Linked DNA regions of Mus musculus: region 2 is linked to region 1. The links are chromatin contacts, called in public HiChIP or PLAC-seq maps. All regions are on one chromosome and are shown on one strand. Each heading gives the region's core, a stretch centred on a gene start, on an enhancer-like site or on the middle of the called end of the contact. The rest is flanking DNA. Distances are from core to core; before and after follow the strand shown. Region 1 overlaps Gm51814 (predicted gene, 51814). Region 2 has its middle 36 kb from the start of Gm33104.

Region 1 (6,198 bases), core at 1,958-4,457:
ACCAGGTGCAGTATATCTAATAGAAGAGAAAGTGTGGAATAGCCTTGAACCCATATGTACAGATGACAACTTCTTAAACAGAACACCAACAGCTTAGGCACTGAGATTAGCAATTAGTAAATGGGACCTCATGAAATTGAAAGGTTTCTGTAAGGCAAATAGGATAAAAGGATAAAAGTGTGGCCTATATAGTAGGAGATCTTCACCAACCCGACACAGGACTGATATCCAAAACATATAAAGAAATCAAGAAATCAAACACTAACAACCCAAATAACCCAATTTTCCTTCTAGTATATTATGTAAGGCTGGATTGCGGACAGATATTGTTTAAATTTGGTTTTGTTATGGAATATCTTGTTTTCTCCCTCTATTTTCACAGACAAATCTCTTAATGGCTAAGAAACACTTAAAGGAATGTTAAATATCCTTAGTTATCAGGGAAATGGAAATCAAAGTGGCTCTTATACCCATCAGAATAGTCAAGATCAAAAACTCAGGTAACAACTGTATAACCACTTTGGAAATCAATCTGGCCATTTCTCAGAAATTTGGGAATAGTTCTATCTCAAGACCAAGCTCTACCACTCCTGGACATATACCTAAAAGATGCTCCACCACGCCACAAAGACACTTGATCAACTATGTTCATGGTAGCTTTATTCATAAAAGCCAGAAACTTGAAACATCCCAGATGTCCCTCAACTGAAGAATTGATAAAGGAAATGTGGTACATTTACAAGATGGAATACTATTCAGGTATTAAAAACAAGGACATTGAGGCTGGAGAGATGGCTCAGCAGTTAAGAGCACTGACTGCTCTACCAAAGAGAGCAGTAGGTCCTGAGTTCAAATCTCAGCAACCACACGGTGGCTCACAACCACCTGTAATGAAATCTGATGCCCTCGTCTTGTGCATCTGAAGACAGCTACAATGTACTAAATTATAATAATAAATCTTTGGGCCAGAGCCAGCGCGGACTGAGTGAGCAGGGCTGACCAGAGCAGAGGTCCTAAAAAAGTCAATTCCCAACAACCACATGAAGGCTCACAACCATCTATACAGCTACAGTGTACTCATATACATAAAGTAAAATAAATAAAAATAATAATTTAAAAAAGCAAATAAACAAGGGCATCATGAACTTTGCAGGCAAATGTATGGAACTCAAAAATATCACCCTGATTGAAAAACTCCAGACCCAGAAACACACATATGGTATGTACTCATATAGACCATATAAGTGGAAATACACATATGGTATGTACTCATATAGACCATATAAGTGGATATTAGCCATAAAGTGCCTTTGGCTCCCTTTTCTCTGGCTGTACTACCTTGTCTGGCCTCAGTGGGAGAGAATGCACTTAGTCTTGATGGGACTTGATGTAGCATGGTGGGTTGGTACCCACGGGGTGGGGGCTCCTCTTCTCTGACTAGAAGGGGAGAAGGAAGGAGAGAAAGGGGTGGGAGGGTGGGACTGGGAGGAGATGAGGGGCACTCTGTGATCTATAATGTGAATAAATAAATAAATGAAAAAATAAAATTAAAAATAGATTTTAAAAAGAAAGAGAAAAGCAAACGATAAAGCATGAACTAGCATGACGAAGCTTGGCCGTTTTAACTTTTGACCTTTGCCGTCACACTAGCTCCTTTTGAATTCCAGATCACATACGTCTAATGAGTCACTTTGTGCTGTATGGATGCATTACGTACTTTTTCTGATAAAACTTCACTTTCTACTTCTTTCTTTTACTGAAAATAGATTTTTTTTCTCACATAATAGCTCATGGTTATGATTTCCCCTTACTCTCCTCCTCCAAGCTCTTCCCCACCTCCCCTCCCACTGAACCCACTCCCTTTCTGTCCCTCCTTAGAAAAGAATGGGCTTTTAGAAGATAATAATAATAAAATATAATACATCACTATATTAACAGCAAAATTTATAGTAACAAAATAAGATGCATTATTACTCCTTTATTGTAATATGTTTGAATTGGGCAATATTACAAGTTGATGTTGGAGAAAGAAGTGTGGCAATCAGGACTTTCGCTCAGACCCTTCAACCTCAAAAGGAAAGGATGTGCACAGCATCGTAGTTTCCCTGATGCTATTCTCAGTGTCTTATTTTGAAGGAAAAAAACATTTTTTTTCCAACAGAGTCTCACTCTGGCTGGCCATGAAATTTCAGTGATAGGCCTACCTCAGTCTTCCAATGCTGAGATTTCAGAAATGACCACCACACCCAGTTCTGTAGTGAAGAAATTTTGATGTGTGTTTATAGTGTTTTTATCTATACTGTTTGAATAAAACATTTCTACTTTTATATTCCTTACCCAAGACTTTGTGGCATACACAGCCTCTTCAAGTTCTCATTTCATAAAAGTTAAGATATTTTGGGAACAGAGGGTGAGGCTCCATAAATATCATTAAATTAAATAGAAAAGTTCAAACATTTTATTAAGGCGAAGTTACAGCAATTGTCTTGTATGAACTTTTCTAAGATAGTCTGCTGACTTTCACTTAGGAAGGCTCCACATCTTAATCATTTCTGAATTTCTGATAGAATTCGGTGGTGTCTTTAGGGCTGAATCAGCTATTCATAGAAAGAAAGAAATATCAACACCATCAGCTGAATTTAAAAGAAAATGCACATGAAACTTTCAATTAAATCAGAACCAACTAACCTAGGCAAAATGAAATAAACCAGTAACTTCAACACTGAGGCAGGAGGATTGTTGCAAGTTTAACTTTGGGGTACATATTATCAGACCAATCAGAAATATCTAGCAAGACTTTCCCAAAACAACAAGGTGAGAGCAATTTCTTATACATTGGGTATAACTCCAGAGAACTAGCTCCCAGAACTAGACTACGAACAAGGTAAATACTAGACTTCAACCTTCACTCAAAGGGAGAAACCCACCACGCTGTTCACCTACAAACTTCCGCAGCACCCTGAATTTTCCTGGTAGGATCTCCAGCTAAGGATTGGGCAGGTTGAGCCATCTTTCTTCTCTGACTCAAACAGCTGATAACACAAACTGATTCAAAGGTTACGGGTGGGGTTAATGTACCCCCCCCATTCATTACAGAGAATTCCTGTGTCTCCATAGCAACTTACACTTTCAGATCAAACACCTGTGCTCACTGACCCTGTTCAGTCCAACTTTCACTTTCACTCTTTTTTTTATGATGTGAAATCAGTCCATCCCGAACCTCTCGCTTCTGAGTACTGGGATTGCAGTGGTATTACTGGCATGACCCACTACCCCTCTTGATAGTTACAGGAAGTGTGTGATCGTTTTCAGTTGCACTTTCCTTTTCATTTTCAGACATTCTCTTTCTGACTCACTACTAAATAGAGAGCTCATTTCAATAATCTAAAATAAAAATTAGCCTCAAGAAGCCACCGTGCAGAAGAGATGAGAATCTTAGAATTGGGATCTGTGAATGCTAAAAGGAGATTTAACAATCATGTCTTTTTAACTCAACTCCAAAGAGTTAGGAAATATTCACACCAACCCTTAGGAGTGGAAGTGCAATCAGAACCAAGTGTTTGAAAATTTCAAGGCATATAGTTTGGTCCAGCAATTACAAATGGTAGGACTTAGTTTTCAGATATACTTTGAAACATATAGATGGATATACATGTAAGAGCACCCAACAACCAAGAGGCTTCTATCAGCAAAAAGATACTGTGTTAAAGTACAATATGCCTCTGACAGGAAAAGGAGGAAAGATAATCCTTGACTCAGAGAATAATGTTCACAATATAGTCCTTTAAAATAATTCCAAAGTGTGTGAGAAAGACCAAGAACATGTACACGTGTGTTTACATAGAAAGAGTGACTGGAAGCCAACGGGCTCATTTTAATAGTAGTTGCCTCTAAGCACAAGATTGAGGAGCAGTGGGAACAGGTCTTTTACAATTTATTTTTATACTCCTGTTGCTACCCACTCAGTTCTGCAGAGGGAATGATACTTGCTGGTGTTCTGGCTATTTAGTGTATAACCTAGGAAACAGTATCACCTCCTACCTCTTATGTAGGCTGTCCCTGACATTGTGCTACAAATCCAATGAGGATTCGATTGGGGTTGTTTCTAGGTTAGTAAGAGCAATACAGGGCTGAGGAAGGGCAGGGGAGGCACCCCATTCCACAGCTTAAGGACACTGGGCTTGTTTCTGGGACTTGAAATAAGCCTCCAGAGACACAGAAGTATCAATGTCTGGTGTGTTCTGTACAGAGAAAGAACTAAGAAGTGAATGGCTGCTTAGTTTTTTAACTCCCCAGAAAATCACCCCAACAGAACAAGCAGAGTGACACCAGTTTCTTTGAGGTCAGCATACTGTTGGTTTCCTGAATCTTTTTAAGAGATGACTTCTCTGATCCTTAGGAGATCTCATATTTGCCCAATGAGCATAACCCATATTTGTGCCTAACTGCTTGAAATAAAGATAGAATGGAAGAGATTCTTGTTGCTTATCACCATCAACCTTCCTCTTGGTTCTCGACGAGTGAAGTAAACATGTATTTTCTATGTTTCTCTTTCCTGTTCAGGGCTCCATGTGATTGTATCTCAGTTATCGTAAGCCATCAGTACATTACGTACCTCATGCTATCGTGGCTGTAATGGAGTTAGTCTCAAGCTATTTGTTTGGAATGTAAGATAAAGTCCCTATGTCCCTTCTACCATATTGACTAACAAGATAAAGAGTAAGAGGCAGCTAGGAACTGCAAAGGAAGTATGACTTAGGAGTAAGTCAACACCAAAAAAAACCACAAAGTTTAGAGCTGAAGAACCAGGTCCTTGATGGTATCAGTTCACCAAAGGACTCAGCTCCCCAAAACCATGCACTTCATGTGGCCATCAGATGACTAAACTGAGTTCAGTAATACTGACCAAGTACCTACTTAGGGGACAGATATTGGACTACATTAGTAAATTCAGTGGACAAGAAACCCTGCTTTCATAGAGAAGGAAACAGGACAAAGGTGATAATCATGAAGAACTTGGCAGAAGCATCTTGAAAGATGATGACTATTTTGGGAAGGAGAGGAACAGCAAAGAAAAGCTAGGGAGATGGAGATGGGGGAGGAGGGAGGAGCTAGAGAAAGCCCTCCTTTATTTCGGCTAGGATGAGTCAGAGGTGTCTCGGCTACTTATCTATTAAGGCTTAGATGTGAAACATTTGCAATATTTGTAGCCTACTTCCTAACACATATTCAGGGGCAGAAATTTTAACGGAGTTTTTAAAGTCAACAAAATGAATATTAATTAGACTTATGTACAATTTAGGTGGGAGAGAGTTTTTGAGTTTCAAGTGAAGGTTGAACTGAATTATTCTAAAACATATATCCAGCCTTAGATCTTACTTATGAATTCCTGCACTTTTGAGCCAAGGCAGGAAGATGACTAGATTTGAGGCCATCCTGGGACACAAATGTACACACACACACACACACACACACACACACTCATATGTACATACATACATACGTATAACCCTAAGTAAATGAATATCACTGATCCTCATTTTTGGGGAAGGTTGTGGAAATAGTCTTAAAACAGCCCCATTTAAGGCCAGGTGTGGTTCTGCACACATGTAACCAGGTGTGGCTCTGCACACATGTAACCCCAGGGTTAAGGAGGCAAGAGAATAAGAAGTTCAAGGTTATAGCAATTTTAAGACCAGCCTGGGTTCACATAGCATTATCTCAAAAGCCCAAATACCACAGGCATGATGGTGCATGTACACTTTTAATCCCAGCACTTAGCAGGCAGGGGCAAGTTTATCTCTGCACTTTAAACCAAATTGGTCTATATGGCCAGTTCTAGACTAGCCAGTGTTATAGCTTGAGACCCTATCTCAAAACCAAAACAAGACTAGAAACAAAATATAACAAAAACCAAACAAATCAACAAACAAACACCTCACAACACAAAGCTTCTATTTAAATGCAGTAACACTTAGAGAGTATGACTTAGTAAAGTAAGAAAACTTTTGTATTCTCATTGTTTGTACCTTAAAATATAAAAAACAATCACTTATTATTTTGTTCCCAAAATTGATTTATGGAAAATATGACCAAGGAAAATTGACAACATCTAAGGAATGTTAAGTTCTGTGATCCCAAGTTTTCCAGGGACCAACTTGCAAGACTTATGAAAATGCATAACTGACTCAAAAGCCA
Region 2 (6,198 bases), core at 1,755-4,254, 450 kb before region 1:
GTACCTCCTGAGAAGCCCTCAGAGTGATAAGGATTGAAGAGTCCAAGAAGATAGGGCTTAGAGGAAGACAAACAATTGCTTTTGGAAATAGAAATGAATGTATAATAAAAGGGTTGGCATATTCATACATGCTACAACATGACAAAACTTACATTAAATGACAGCAGTTATTCAGAAAAGACAATGCATTAGTCAATGTTGTTTATATGAAGTATCTGTAATAGGCAGATTTATAAAGGTCAAAAATAGATTTGGGTGTAGGTCACAAGGGAGGAACATAGTGAGCAGTGCTAATGGGTGTGGGAAAGTGGTAATAAAATGTTCCAAAGTGACAGTGTGGAACTGATTCCACGAGTGTGTGACTATGTTTTAAAACATTGGATGGCATACTTTAAACGATATGATTTACAGAATGGGACCTATCTCAATGAGCGTTTTTTCCATAAAGAACAAGTTTAATTCATAGAAATGTAATTACTTCTCTTTAGAGATGTCTCTAAATGGAAGTTTCTAGGCTTGATGATTTTCTAGATTTCTAGATTTCTAGTTCAAACGGTGACAAACTGCTCCTTTACTGAACATTTCCTGGACAAGCTTCGGGCAGGAACCCTTGCATGAGTGACAGGCCCCAGTCCGCCCTCGGTAGGCCCCCAGCCCTTAACACAATCTAAACATACTGACCTTGGTTTTTCGTTTTTGTTTTTGTTTTCTTTTTTTTTTTTTTTTTCAGGGAACAGTGTCTGCTTTATTATGTATAAACAACCACTTACATAGTGCAAGCCTATCAACTGACTGATTAGTGCATTACCTCAGCTTGGACGGTGGGCATTCAGACCTCCAGGGTCCCTAGGCCTAAGAAGCATATCAAAGCAGACGTGGGGAGTGCAGACTTGTCTGCAGGCCAGCGATCAGCTGCTCTACTTCAGAATCCAGTGTTCTGACTGCAGCAGCACGCTGAGCCTTGCTTCTTATTTAGAAGGCCAGTGTGCCACCATGTAAGCTGGCCACCAGGTAATGCCTGCATTTTCTCCTGCATGGGCTGACTGAAGTAAGTGTGTCACTGAAGGTAGGATCTGCTCGAAACATTTCTAGTTCTCCCTCCCCCTCCCCCTCTCTCCTCCCCTATCCTCCTCCCCCTCTCCCCCCACCTCCCATCTCTGCTTTGTGCTTTACAATCTTGAGTTCTCAAGTTGATGTTCCTATCGTACCATGCTGTCTACAATGATGATGCCATTGTCCCTCTGAAACCGTAAATGCTCATAAACTCTATATTTTTGGGCCTTCGTGCTTGTGCATATGGATACCTGTTCTTGTTAACTGAGGTATGTCCACACAGGATACAGTTTTTAATTCTTCAAAACTCACCCTGAGAAAGGCTCTGGGCTACACTGGGATCCCAAACACCCAGTGTAGTCACAGGCAGGAAAAAAAAGGGGGGGGGCTTTCTATTGACTTAAATCTGAATCTGAATGCTCCTCTCTGGATGGCACTCCATAATACATAAGAAAGAGGCTTGGAAATCTTACTGACAAGAACAGTTGTCTACCTTTATCCACAAAAAATAAATCCCAATGCTCCCCACCATGAATGTCTAAAATTCCATCCATTCTTTCATCCCCCATACGTACACAATACACATAGGCACATGGGTTGGCAAGAACAAGATGGAGTGAACCCTCATCATGCCTAATTTTAATAGTATGTGCTTTAAGACATGAATTATCTCTGGATTTTCCTGTTTAATATTTTCTTTTTGGACCACAGGTAGGATGAGACTACAGAAAGTCAGGTCTGGATAGATAGGGTTGCCATATGTCTTAGCAAGTATTCTATTGCTGTGTAGAGACGCCGTGACCATGGCAACTCTTATAAAGGAAAGAAAGCATTTAACTGGGGACTTGCTTACAGTTTCAGAAGTCTGGTATATTATCAGCATTGCAGGAAGCATGGTGACACATTGGTAGACATGGTCCTGGAGGAGCTGAGAGTTCTACAACCAGATCAGCAGGCAGCAGGCAGGAGAAAGACACTGGGCTTGGCTTGAGCGTTTGAAATCCCAAAGCCCACACCAGTGACACAGTTCCTCCAAGGAGGCCTCATCTGCTCCAACAAAGCCTCATCTCCTAATCCATTGGAATCCACACCCTAATGATTAAGCATTCAAGTATATGAGCCTGTGGGGGCCATTCCTGTTCAAACCACCACACCATAATATCATCTGCTCCATAAAACCAGCAAATGAATGTATTATTTCAGAAAATCTTCCCAATCTTAATAAAGATGTTAAGTGTGGGGATTTGGGGTATTGAAAGCCTTGTGGGGAACCAGCAAGTCTGCGGGATGCAGTAGTACAGTGTGTGAATATGATCGTGTGTTAGTTTCTCTTCTCATAGATGTAACAAAGTGGCTCCCAAAAGCCACTTAGAGAAGGAAGGCTTTATTGGGAACACAGTCCATCAGTGTGGAGAGAAGGAAGCCTTTATTGGGAACACAGTCCATCAGTGTGGAGAGTCACTAACAGGATCTTCCCATGCCACTTGTGTCTGTGGTCAGCAAGTAGAGAAGAATGTTGGTGCCATCTTTACATCCTAGCTCACAGGATGGTGTTGCCCGCAGTTGCATGCACTTTCTTCAGGTTGGACATCCTCCCAGGCCTGGTTAACAGATGTGTCACCTGGCGATTCCAAATCCAGTCACATCCACAATGACGATTAGCCACCACAGTCAGGTCTCAATGGCAAATGTTAGGAGCCGACAGAGTGTTGAAAGTCAGTCAGCGCTGGGAGAGCTGAGGTCCTCTGGAGAGAGGCACATTTAAGATTTTATATCAAGTGCTGTGTAGAGAGTTTGGAGGGAAGCAAGGAGGAGAGAAGTACTGTATCAGGGCTCAGCTGTCTTGGGAGATCCTGAGAGAGAAAAAGACACAAATTACAGATATGTCTGGCAAACCACACAAGAGCAATGTGTTCTGTCTGTCACACTGTGGTTTTGTTTCTTTGAGGAAGAACTGGCTTCCCAGGCTAAGCATTAAATGCCTTTGACTTGGCATAATTTCCTCCTTTAGAAGTCTCACTCAGAGGAAGCTGGGCACAGGCAACAAGCAGGGAGCCCTCGGCTTTGACTTTTTCTTTTTTGTCCTCTTAACTCGGCACTTTCCTTTGGGACAGTGTTTCTGGTTTGGTTTTGGTTTCTAACTACATTTACCTCTTTCTCTCTCTCTCTCTGTGCTCATGTCTCTCTCTTCTCTCTGTCTTTCTCTGTGTCTGTGTCTGTCTCTCTTCTTTCTGTGTCTGTCTCTGTCTCTGTCTGTGTCACTCTGTCTTGGTCTCTGTCTCTCTGTCTCTGTCTCTGTGTGTGTGTGTGTGTGTGTGTGTAAAATCTACAAGAGTTGATTGATTCTCTCCTTCCACCATATGTGTTCCAGAGACTGAACTTAAATCGTCAGACTTCACAGCAAGCGCCTCTACACACTGAGCCATGTTAGCTGTCCTGTGGTTTCCTTTAAAATTCACGCAAAAGTTTATAGTTCTTGTAAAATGCTTTTAGTTTAGACACACACAGACGGAGATTCAGTGTAATAAACCTGGTGCCTTCACTCTGGTGTTGATGATTGGCATGGTGCCTACTCTCTACATTTCCTCCTCCTCCTCCTCTTCTTCCTCCTCCTCCTCTTCTTCCTCCTTCCTCCTCTTTCTATTTTTTCTCCTGCATATTTAAAAGCAAATTCCATGCACACTGCTCTTCCACACTTTGTGTTTAGTGCATCTCTGAGAAGGGATTCTAACCATTTACTGTTATCACACATAAGTGGCAACAGTTCACCCCTATCCTTTAGTACCTAGCTCATATTTGAAGTTTCTGGAATGTTTAATAAATGTCCTTCTTAAAGGTGGGTTTTCTCCAATTCAGATGTCCATACAACAGCCACATGCTCTCTTGCTATTTTTCCTTCCAGTTGATTAAAAACAAATCCTGGATTTGATTGCTGCTTCATGGTGTCAGCACTGTTTAACAGCCACCTACTTCTGCCCTGAACATAAGTTGGAAAGATTTTATGTTCTGTTTGTTCCAGTTCTTGAATTGGTGGCTGGTCCTGGTAGCATCCTGAATCATTCGTGGAAAATAGCAGTTCTTGGATTCATGGAAGCTTTTCTTTTAATATCCCGGCTCTCTCACACTTCCAGCTGATGATGTCAGTGGTGTTGATTGTTGTCTGGCTGTTTACCTAACTGAGAAAAATGTTGGCTTTTCTATCGCATGGCTGTTTTCTGACTCTGTCATTCCTTAGGCTTGGAAACTGGCTTTGCAGAATAACTAATAATTTGGAATGACCGTTCCTTTATCAAGCAGGGCTACTTGGTTCTATTCAAGAAAAACAGGTTTAATACCGAACATTTTCATACCAGTCAGTACAAGGAGCTGTGACTCTCGCTTCCTCTAATGGTGAAGAATAAAATAGTTTTCTTTCTCCACTTTACAAAGTAGGTCTATGAGCATAGAGGTGACGCTATGTATTTATTTTTAGTTATGTATATGTGTGCATTTCTGGGAATGCACCCCATATGTATTAAGGTGCTCAGGGGGGTCTAAGGAGAGCAGCAAATCTCTCCGAGAGGTGGAGTGACAGCGGTTGCGAGCTGCCAGATGTGGTGCTGGGAATTGAACGTGGGTCCCCTGGAAAGCAGGAAGTGCTATTAACCGCTGAGCCATCTCTCCAGCCCCAGCGTATGGGTTTTATATACCCAATATATTATAGTTTGTTGCACCCATCCCTTCCCCAAGTTCCACTGTCAAGTCATGTGGTCACCGAGCCTGCTTCCAGTGGGTTTCTGTATTCTGTAGGTATTTTCCTTGACTTCTGGAAAAAGAGGTCATGGTTGTATGACTTGCCTTTGGTCTGAAACCAGCTATCGCTGTAGGGAAACAGTTCTTTATACAGGAAATTATTTTTGAAGACATGATTTAGGCACTACACATGTTGCTGCTATTATATTGTTACCTTTTTTTTTTAAGTTGTGCAGTTGGCATAGGTGAAAAAATACATATCCTTAAATATAAGCATTTTTCAGAGACCACAGCAATATTTAAATTTTTATGTGTATGTATGTTTTGTTCCTATGTATGTCTGTGTGCTGCACACAGGTAGTATTTATAGAGACCAAATGAGGGCACTGGATCCCTGGGAACTCTGGTTATAGACAATTGTAAGCTTCCCTGTGGATGCTGGGAATAGAACCTGGGACCTCTGGAAGAGCAGCCAGTGCTCTTAACCACTGAGGTACCTCTCCAGCTCCTATAGTAATACCTTTAAATGAAATTACATTACAGGGTTTTTACTAACCTGATTGTTTTTCTTGTTCTTTCTTTACCTGAAAAAAACAGTATTTACAACTGGCAGTAAAACCAGTATTACAACATACAATAATTTGCTTTATTTCATTATATACACAAACTAGTTCAAGCAGACTTGTAAATAAGACATCTGGTATATGTTCAAATATGGTTGTGGCCTAATTTGTCCTTATACCTACCAGGAACTTACAGTAATCATAATTTGAAGGTATCTGGTATAATTCATTTTTTTTTACATGATCTTGTTACTCATTTGGTCATTGATTTATGTCAGTTGATTATTTTGGTAGATTTCTTAGAATTTTCTAAAATGTATAAAATTTATGACTCTAAAATCTTTCACAGTAATCTCCTCCTAGAAATCTTGCCTCAAACATTACTGTTTCTACATGTTTTTTATTTAACTCCTTTTGTGTTTCACTTGGAAAATATAAAACACTTACATGCACACACACACACACACACACACACACTAAATAAATGTGATAAAAGATGCACTTTATAATATGTCACAGTGTTAACACTTTTGTTCCCACCCTCAGTGAACTTTCTCCATACTCAGCACACACTCTGACACTGAGACATACCCGCAACCTCATAACACCAACTTTCATATAAACAAAGAGGGAAATACAAAGTGCTCAATAACTGTGTATAGCCTATACAGTCCATGATTGCATATGACTTTCGTCCATTATATTGGATTTCTGTTTACTGTAAGCTATGAGGGGATATTTTGGTGTCATATATTTTCACAGTTTTGATGGCTTCCAGAGCTGCATGAGCAGTGACAAGTGGCTTAGTGGGTGAAGGCTCTTCCTTTCAAGCTTGGAACTCACATGTAGG

Evidence for each region. HiChIP or PLAC-seq counts read pairs in DNA pulled down with a chosen protein or histone mark.
Region 2: a contact with region 1 is called in an H3K27ac HiChIP or PLAC-seq map of microglia, with 5 times the contacts expected there. The contact joins two enhancer-like sites. A contact is called at or near these places in 2 of 115 datasets of contacts at active chromatin or transcription factors (microglia and pancreatic cancer cells).

What each region holds. Positions count from the first base shown.
Region 1 is chr10:19,065,605-19,071,802 of GRCm38.p6, reverse strand. It overlaps Gm51814 (predicted gene, 51814), which reads right to left. Exons shown (of 4, transcript NR_168594.1): 4 at 2,444-2,597. Among named protein-coding and RNA genes, the nearest start is that of Gm51814, 5.9 kb to the right of the region's middle. Within about 2 kb of position 3,207, at least 55 of the 459 cell types and tissues checked have an H3K27ac peak or open chromatin away from gene starts, as enhancers often do. A contact at or near this core is called in microglia, where this site is marked.
Region 2 is chr10:19,519,212-19,525,409 of GRCm38.p6, reverse strand. No RefSeq gene overlaps it. Among named protein-coding and RNA genes, the nearest start is that of Gm33104, 36 kb to the right of the region's middle. Within about 2 kb of position 3,004, at least 79 of the 459 cell types and tissues checked have an H3K27ac peak or open chromatin away from gene starts, as enhancers often do. A contact at or near this core is called in microglia, where this site is marked.